2 separate regions of the Mus musculus genome follow, and region 2 is linked to region 1. A link is a contact called in public HiChIP or PLAC-seq data. All regions are on one chromosome and are shown on one strand. The core of a region is the stretch at or near the end of the contact, and the rest is flanking DNA. Distances in the headings are between cores, read along the strand shown. Region 1 has its middle 33 kb from the start of Phlda1. Region 2 overlaps Gm30624 (a long non-coding RNA gene).

Evidence for each region. HiChIP or PLAC-seq counts read pairs in DNA pulled down with a chosen protein or histone mark.
Region 2: a FOXA1 HiChIP or PLAC-seq map of pancreatic cancer cells shows a contact between it and region 1. The contact joins two enhancer-like sites. A contact is called at or near these places in 4 of 484 Hi-C or Micro-C datasets (cerebral cortex, conventional dendritic cells, nephron progenitors and 1 more) and 2 of 115 datasets of contacts at active chromatin or transcription factors (embryonic hindbrain and pancreatic cancer cells).

The regions. Positions count from the first base shown.
Region 1 is chr10:111,537,769-111,541,553 of GRCm38.p6, forward strand. No RefSeq gene overlaps it. Among named protein-coding and RNA genes, the nearest start is that of Phlda1, 33 kb to the left of the region's middle. Within about 2 kb of position 2,198, at least 212 of the 459 cell types and tissues checked have an H3K27ac peak or open chromatin away from gene starts, as enhancers often do. A contact at or near this core is called in pancreatic cancer cells, where this site is marked.
Region 2 is chr10:111,712,915-111,717,208 of GRCm38.p6, forward strand. The region is part of intron 2 of Gm30624 (a long non-coding RNA gene); the gene reads left to right. Among named protein-coding and RNA genes, the nearest start is that of Gm30624, 30 kb to the left of the region's middle. Within about 2 kb of position 2,552, at least 26 of the 459 cell types and tissues checked have an H3K27ac peak or open chromatin away from gene starts, as enhancers often do. A contact at or near this core is called in pancreatic cancer cells, where this site is marked.

The DNA.
Region 1 (3,785 bases), core at 948-3,447:
GGATATTTTATGGGTTTTGCTTAATTATTTAGAGTAGTTGGGCGTTATTGTCTTCACAGATGTAATTATCATCATGGGACTCACACTTTTCCTTGTGAACTTAGTTGTTTCCCCTTGGATTGGATTCTATAAAATGCAAGGCCTTCCCAAGGATTCATGCAGTCAAAGTATTTTTATATAGCAAGGCACTAAAGGAAGTTAATTTTATGCCTCTTATGGCGTTTGGGGTTTAAAATATTTAAAATTAGTTTCAAATGAGACAGTTTTTATTGTCAGTAACCAAAAGTGATGGTTTCCCTGGGGCTACTCTGCTGCGAAACCATTGCAAGGTGGTTGGAGAATGCAGATTAATGTCATTGAATCAGGGCTATTTGTTATCAGAGATTTAACCAAAAGCTCTAGGAGGCTTGCTCATTCATTCATTCATTCATTCATTCAATAAACATTCATGGTGATTTCCTAGGAACCCTTAATCTTCTAGGTGCTGGGTTTATAGGACCATGCAAAGCAGCTGGGCAGAAACCCGATCCTGTCCTTGCAGAGTTTAATTCCGCTCCCTGGCCAACTCCAGAAGGCATATGTAATTTATGTTGAGAAAAACATGCTTGGGGGCAGGGTGGGGAGGATCTGATTTTAGTTTTTCACCAAGAAAGTGATGTTTGAGCAGATGGTTTGGAAGTGGATGAGAGAACAGGCCACATAACTGTATTGATGCAGCGGGAAAAGACCCAGTGCAAAAGAGCCAGAGGTGGGGGAAAGCTGGGGCTTGCCAGATAAAATAAAGAATGCCCAGTCAAAGATGAACTTCACATAAACAATACAGAATTGTTCATGTAAGCGTCCTGTAATATAACACACTTATCCTAGAAAATTGCAAAGTTGTCTTGTATTCCTATCTCCTAAATTCGGCAAAGTTAGATATAATCATGGGAGTTAGGGGATTGAAGGGAGGAGAGTGGCTGAACCAGAGGTAGGACGCAGGAGGTGGAAAGAGATGAGGCAGGAGAGGTCTACAGGGGTGGAGTGAATGTGGAGGGGGTTTTAGGCCACTGTAAGAACGTGAGGACCAGTGGGACCACTCAATGGTTAAATAAAGATGCTTCCCACCAAGTCCAATGACCTGGGTTCGATCCTTACAACCCATGTGATAGAAAGAAAGAGCTAATTCTGGCAGGTTACCTCATGACCTCTACATGTATGCTGGGGCACATGCACAGACATATAAAACTTAAAAAAGGACCTTTCATTTTTTTTTTTTTCTCCAGCTGACATTCCTGGAGAGTTTGAGCTGAAAGTGTTTTGAAGTTTGGAAGCACCGGTAAGTCTGCTGTTTTGTATGAAGGACGACAGGCACGGAAGCAGGAAGATCAGGTGGGAGGTTATTGCAACCATTCATTTACAAGAGAGATGGATGGTGGGGGGCTAAGATATGATGGTCAAGGTATGGTCTAAATGGACACCCAAGGCATTTTCTGGAGGGCTGGGTGTGTGCCATTAAACAGAGTTGAGTTTGGAGAAGGTGGAATTGCCGTTCAATGAAGTGGGGGAGTGGGGCATTGCTTTTTATTTGGTAGTGGTGGGAGAGTAAGGGAGGAGGCATAGGTTGTTACATTTGACACAAGTCAGAGGCATTTAATAGCTAACTGGAAACATTAAGTTGGGATTTATGTTTGTGTGTGTGTGTTTCCCAAGTAGAAAAACCAAGAATTGCATCATTGTATCAGAGCAGAAAAGGAGATGGTAGAAAGGTTGAGGAATGGCAGTTAAGACTAGAGAAAGTAAGGTTTTTTATCCAGCACTGGATAAAAAGGACCGAGGACTGGGGCTATTCTAGGCGACAATGACAGGCAGTTGTCTGCAATTGTTGATCTCTTCTTTGAAGGCAGACAGGTCCCCCAGAGCCCTCAATGTGTAGAAGAGCTGAGCTGGATATTTCTCTCCAGGCTCTCAAGGGTTAAGGCTGGCTGAGTCACTCTGTTGCCACCTCTCCAATTCCCCTTTGTTAGTCTAGCATGGTGTGGCCAGGTTAAGCTGGGCCTCATAAAACGAGGCCCCTGTGGGAGCTACATTTGCTCCAGATGACCTCAGAAGAAAATGCAGCCCTCCCACAGAGGACTGAAATAAATACTTATCCTTGTGTTACCGTGCACAATGGCCGCCATTGGCTTGGGACTGTGATGTCAGTGAAGCCTATCCTGCCTGAGGCTGCTCAGCATAGCCTGCCAGGCCCAGGAGCTGAGCCTTTCCTCAGGGTTTGAACAGACTCTTAGTTCTTCCACTCAGGAGTTCAGCTGGCAGGATGTTAGCATCTGTGCCGCCCACTGCAGCCTGGCTTCTCCTCAAGGCACTTTCGAATTCTCCCACAGTTTCCTTCTTGAATTCATTTCCTGTCGGCTTCTGTGTTCTTGCCTCCCGTTCCTCTGTAGGTTCCATGTGGGCTGTTCCGCTCCTTGGTCATCTCTTGCTGAGCTACTTCCCTTATTGCTCCACCCACTTCATTTCTTACGATTTGTTCTATGATGAAATTTGTTCTGCATTTTAGCCTGACTCTTATTGCCAAAGCTCAGAATGGGTTGCTGTTCGCTCTTGGTGGGTTTTTGATTTCATGCAGGAAGCGATTGTATACATTCCTAATAATGAATCCTAGTTGGGACAAGTTGTGGCGCCTGTCTGTGTTGTCTGTGACCTCCGGTGGAGTGAGACACCATTAGTGTTTTGGTCGAGATTACCAAATGTTCTTCAGGACTTTCCCATTGGTGTTGGTTTGGAATGAGATCACGTGATCCAGCAATCGGATGTTGTAAGAGGCCTATAGGGTTCAAGTCACTTGGTGCAGGTTCTGTCATAATTCTGGGTCAGACAGTAGCCTCTTCTTTATGCCTATCACTATGGATTTCTTTAGCATGTTCCCCACCCCACCCCCCACCCCTGAGTGCCTGGTGAAGGGCCAGCTCTACTCTTTATTTCCTGATGTCTCAGTGATTGGCCCTTTTCTGATGTGTGATATGGGTAAATCTCCTTGCAAAGATGTGCAGTGCCCAGCCTTAGCTGCTCAGATGTGAATACAAGGCATCCCGAAACGCCAAAGGTTCCGCACAGCGTCATGCTCTAAGGAGCATGCGCTGATGCGGAGCATGCGCTTATGCTTGGGAATGCTAGGGTGATTGTCACAACCCTAATGCCTTTAAGGGGCCACTGTGAGGATTGTTTGTTAAAATTCTGGCGGAAGATGGGATGATCGTCTTGACTACAGTTCACAACAGAAGGTCAGAAGATGAATTGTAAGTGAGGCCCAGAATTCAATTGGCCCCTCTCAATGTGTGCTTGATGAGGTGTTTCGGTTGGAGCTTTTACTGGTCAAGCTTGAAAAGTCAATCTGTTCTCAAAGGTCACATTTCCCATATCGGGGAGCAAGGAAATAGGCTAGAAGCTGCTAGAATGTTTGTTGCTGTAGCTTCCCTTCTTTCTTATACAAGGGAAAGAAATAAAAAGATGTAGAGATGACACATGGGAACAAGACTTCTGTATTTTTCCCATCTGCAGTCTACTACGATTATTATGTACTCAGACACAAGGAAGAGGGACAGGAATTGATGTGACAACAAATATACAAGCCCATGGCTGCCAGATCTGCACCCAGTCCCTGGGGCCCACAGTGTGTAGTTAAAAGCTTGGAATTTGAAGGTGAATAGCCCTGGCTTCAATTCTGGTTTCTTCACTAATTAGCCTGATTCGTGGCAAGTTATATAAGCTAACTCATGATTGTTCATCTATTAGGAGCAATA
Region 2 (4,294 bases), core at 1,302-3,801, 180 kb after region 1:
AAAGGAAAGACAGAGACAGAGAAAGACACACACACACACACACACACACACACAGACAGACAGACAGACAGACAGACAGACAGACACACACACACACACACACACAAACACACACACACACACACACACACACACAGAATGTGAAAAGGGGGTAAGCTATAAAACCTCAAAGCCATTCTCAGTGACGTACTTCCTCCAGCAAGGCTCCATCTCCTGAGGATTACATAACCTCCTCAGACAGCACAGCCAACTGGGGGACAAGTGTCCAAACACATGAGCCTATGGGGACCTTTCTCATGCAAATCCCCACACTCAGCGTCCGGTGTTCTGCTTCAGCAATGAAAAGTGGATTGATATGCTGTCTAATCCCAACAGCCTAAAGTGCTAATTTAATTTAGGCTGTTCATTGCCATCGCCCCTTCCCCGTACATAGCCAGTCTTGCGAGTGTGTGTTTTTCCTACGAGTATAGTTTCAAAGCCTTTCTTCTACTCCAGAAGATATGGTGACCAAGGATGACTGATTTGTTCATCTTCCATTCCTGGAGCTAAGCATGCCTCTGATGAAGAGCAGGCTCTTTACAACTTGGGGTGTGTACTAGGGCATTTTCAAAGTGTCGAGTTTTATGAATTGTTTATTAAATTGTTTATTAAATTGAAAATAACAGTTGTAATACAATGTATACTTTGAAATATATGCTTAAATGTTGACAACCATGTGGATTCATTAATTTTTATATAGTCAAGATAAAGAACGGATAAATCACACCACTTCCTAAATTCCCTCACTCCTCCTGTCCTCACTTCTGAGTTCATACTCACTCCTTTTTCCTGGCCACTGAGGGCTTCCCTTTCTGGAATATCATACACATGGCATCAGCAAAATGCTGTCAATTCTCCATGTTGCTATAGGCATTAAGAATGTTCTCCAGCTGCAGAGATGGCTCAGTGGGAAAGAATGCCTGCTATGTAATCATGAGTGTTGTGTTTTATAAAAAGATAAGAGGGAAGGAATATGTTTGGTGTAGGTGTGTCAAGGTATGGGGTAAGGGGGTGCCTCTGTGAGCCCATGCTGAGGCATCCCTTCCCCCTGAGGGACCAGCCATACTGTCAGGACATGGGGAGTGGAATCAAGAGAAAGGCAGGGAGAGAGAGGGGAGGGGAAGGGGAGGGGAGGGGGAGAGGAGGGGGAGGGGAGGGGGAGGGGGAGGAGTAGAATCTGGCCATGAGCCTGTGGAGAGAGAGGGGTGAGGAGAATGGGGAGAGATAGGGTAAGGAGTGGGAACAAGAGCAAGAGAGCAAGAGCCAGAGGAGGGGGCAAGCAACCCCTACTATAGTGAGTCAGGCATACCTGGCTGTTGCCAGGTAACTGTGGGGGTGGAGCTTAAACTAAATGCCAACAATGAGGACCTGTGTTCAAATCCCGAGGATCCATGGTTATCGGTGTACCTGAGATGCCAGCACTTGGAGGAGGGTGGAGACAGGAGGGAAAAGCTGGGTGACTGAGCAACACATTGATGCTATCCTGTGGTTTCTGTGGACCACCTCCTATGTGCTCATAGAGATCAAACATAGACCTTGTACACACACACACACACACACACACACACACACACACACACACACACACGTGCACAAACTATAAGAATAGTGTTCCTTTTTCATTATTGAGAATTAGAGTTTTAAAGTTTGTTGAAAACAAAGGAACATAAACTCAGAAGAACATGTAGAGAGGCTCAGGGGACTTCATGACATTGCTCCATTCTCAAGGATGTGACACTTTTGCTCAGCATTTGAAGATGACGATTCTGTCCAGGGTCACATGACTAACAAAGAGAAGAAGTAGAATTTAAAGAAAGGGTTCTCAGCCAGACATGGTGGTACATACCTTTAGCCCCAGCACTTGGGAGGCAAAGGCAGCCAGATCTTTGTGAGTTCTAGGTCAGTCCTGTCTACAAAGCAAGTTCCAGGACACCTAGGGCTGTTATATGGGGAAAGCCTGTCTTGAAAACCAAATAACAACACAAATACATAAATAAATAAAAGAAGTGCCTTCAATGAGAAATGGCATTTTCTTTCCACACTACCACTCTGCTGCTCAAGCTTACATCTCTGGTCCACGTTTCTTGATGCTCCTTCTGCCAATAGATCCAAAAACATTCACCCATTTGCATTTCTTTTGAATGCTTCAGCACGTTACACACCTCTCTTGACGCTTTGTAATGTGAAGTAACATTTCTGTGTCTTGAAGTTGTAAAGTAATTGGCAAATACAAATGGCTGGTATGGTTTAGACCCGGAGACTGACCTGAGAGGCCAAGGAGGAAACTCGAAGAAGGTGATTTGGAACCTGTGTGGACTGAGAGCTGAGGTCCCAGTGCCTTTGAAATGAAGGTGGAGGGAAGGAGTGGAGGCCCCTGAGCAAACCAAATCAAATTAGTTCAAAGAGGAGGAAATGACTTTCCCAGTTGATATACTGATGAGGTGGCAAGGGCATGGTAAACACTCCTCTTTTCAAATGGCCGCGTGTCATTTCCTCAAGATGAAATCACCACAGCAAGTTCTTGCAATGAGCTGGCTGGCATTTTCGGCAGAAAATTTAAAGCTATAGTGCTCTGTCCCCACGTTCTAAGTTTAGCTCATCCCTTGTCAAGATAGAAAGCATGGTGTAGAACGGTGCCCTGTCGCCCCAGACATACCTGCAAAATTGGATGTCCTGCTTCAGAGATTTTTAGAGCTGTTGGCTTTATGATGTGGCTCTTATTCATCCTGTAGGCCAGCCTTCTAGGAGAGAGGGCTCAGAGCATTTGGGCTGCCCTGAATTTGCTTGGTGCTTAGGGTTTTATTAGATGGCATTGTGTGTGTCTGTCTTCCTTCACTGGTGCAGCTTTTAGCTCACTAGACTCAGAACTCTCTAAAGAGAGAGCTGAGTCTCATTAAGCCCATGTTGTGCGAGCTTCTCTTGGACAGGGATTTGTGTGAAGTGGGCATTTGAAGTGTTTCAGTAACGAGCAGCTGAAGTTTATCGATGAGTTATGGATTCATAGATTATGTCGGTCTTTTCTCACCTGTTCTCAACCTATTAGTTTATTTAGGATTAAAGTGGAAATAATTCAGTAAATATAAAGGTAAATAATTTTAAAATGTTAAAAATTCTTAGGCCGACATAACTAAAACAAAACCAAACGACCAAAAACTCTGCTATGTTTAGAATGACAGTACACACTCATAATCTCAATACTCAGAAGGCTGACACTGGAAGATTACAGCTTCAAAGCTAGCTCAGCTATCAAACAACAACAGCAGCAGCAGCAACAACAAGTAAAATAAAAGAATTACAAAATGAAAAGCAATGTTGTGTAAATTAGTTTTCCACCTGTATTGTCTACTGCTGTCCTAAATGTTGGGTTTATCATTCAGTCTGATTCTTTATACAAGAAATATAATTATAATTATATAATTAGAAATATATATATAGCTTGGTGGTAGTGGTGGTGCACACCTTTAATCCCAGCATCCAGGAGGCAGAAGCAGGTAAATCTCTGAGTTCAAGGTCAACCTGGTCTATAGAGTGAGTTCCAGGATGTCCAGGACTACACAGAAAAATACTCTCTTAAAAAAACCAACCAACCAACCAACCAACAAGCAAACAAACATATTACAATTAGAATGTATATAAATATATATTTACATGTAATTATATAATATATTATGCATAAATATATAATTAGAACATATAAATACATAATTAGAAATGTGTATATGTAAATTATATAATTAGAGTGTAATTAGAAAAACAATTGTACCTGGTGCTATTATGAAAACATTTCTTTTGTTGAGAAGGTAAGACAATAATTAGTTGATTTTTACAGCAACAATAACCATTACTGATAGACTGTGAGTCCAAAAGGGAGCTAATGTAAGATTAAACAGGCTCGTGTAATTAAAATATATTAGACTTTAAATACAAATTTTCCTGGATGGATGATGTTCTTATTGTCCCTGTGTGTCTGCCCTTCTCATGTGATGCTCTTAGTGGCTGGAGACATGCACAAGTTCATGGATTTTAGTGTTAGGTCCTTGTGGGCTTATTTGCCATAGCAGCATCTCCATTCTGCAAACCTGGAAGGCTCAGGCCTGTGAAAGGAAGGCTGGGCTCATCACAGATGTTTCTTCCCAGATGATAGATGAGATCTGCAGTTTGTTCATACAGCAGGGGAGGGGATGGGGCACAGAAGTCTTCCGAGAGTCCAACCGACCTCTTTGGGGACTTTTGAGGAGAGATACACTGTATTCTT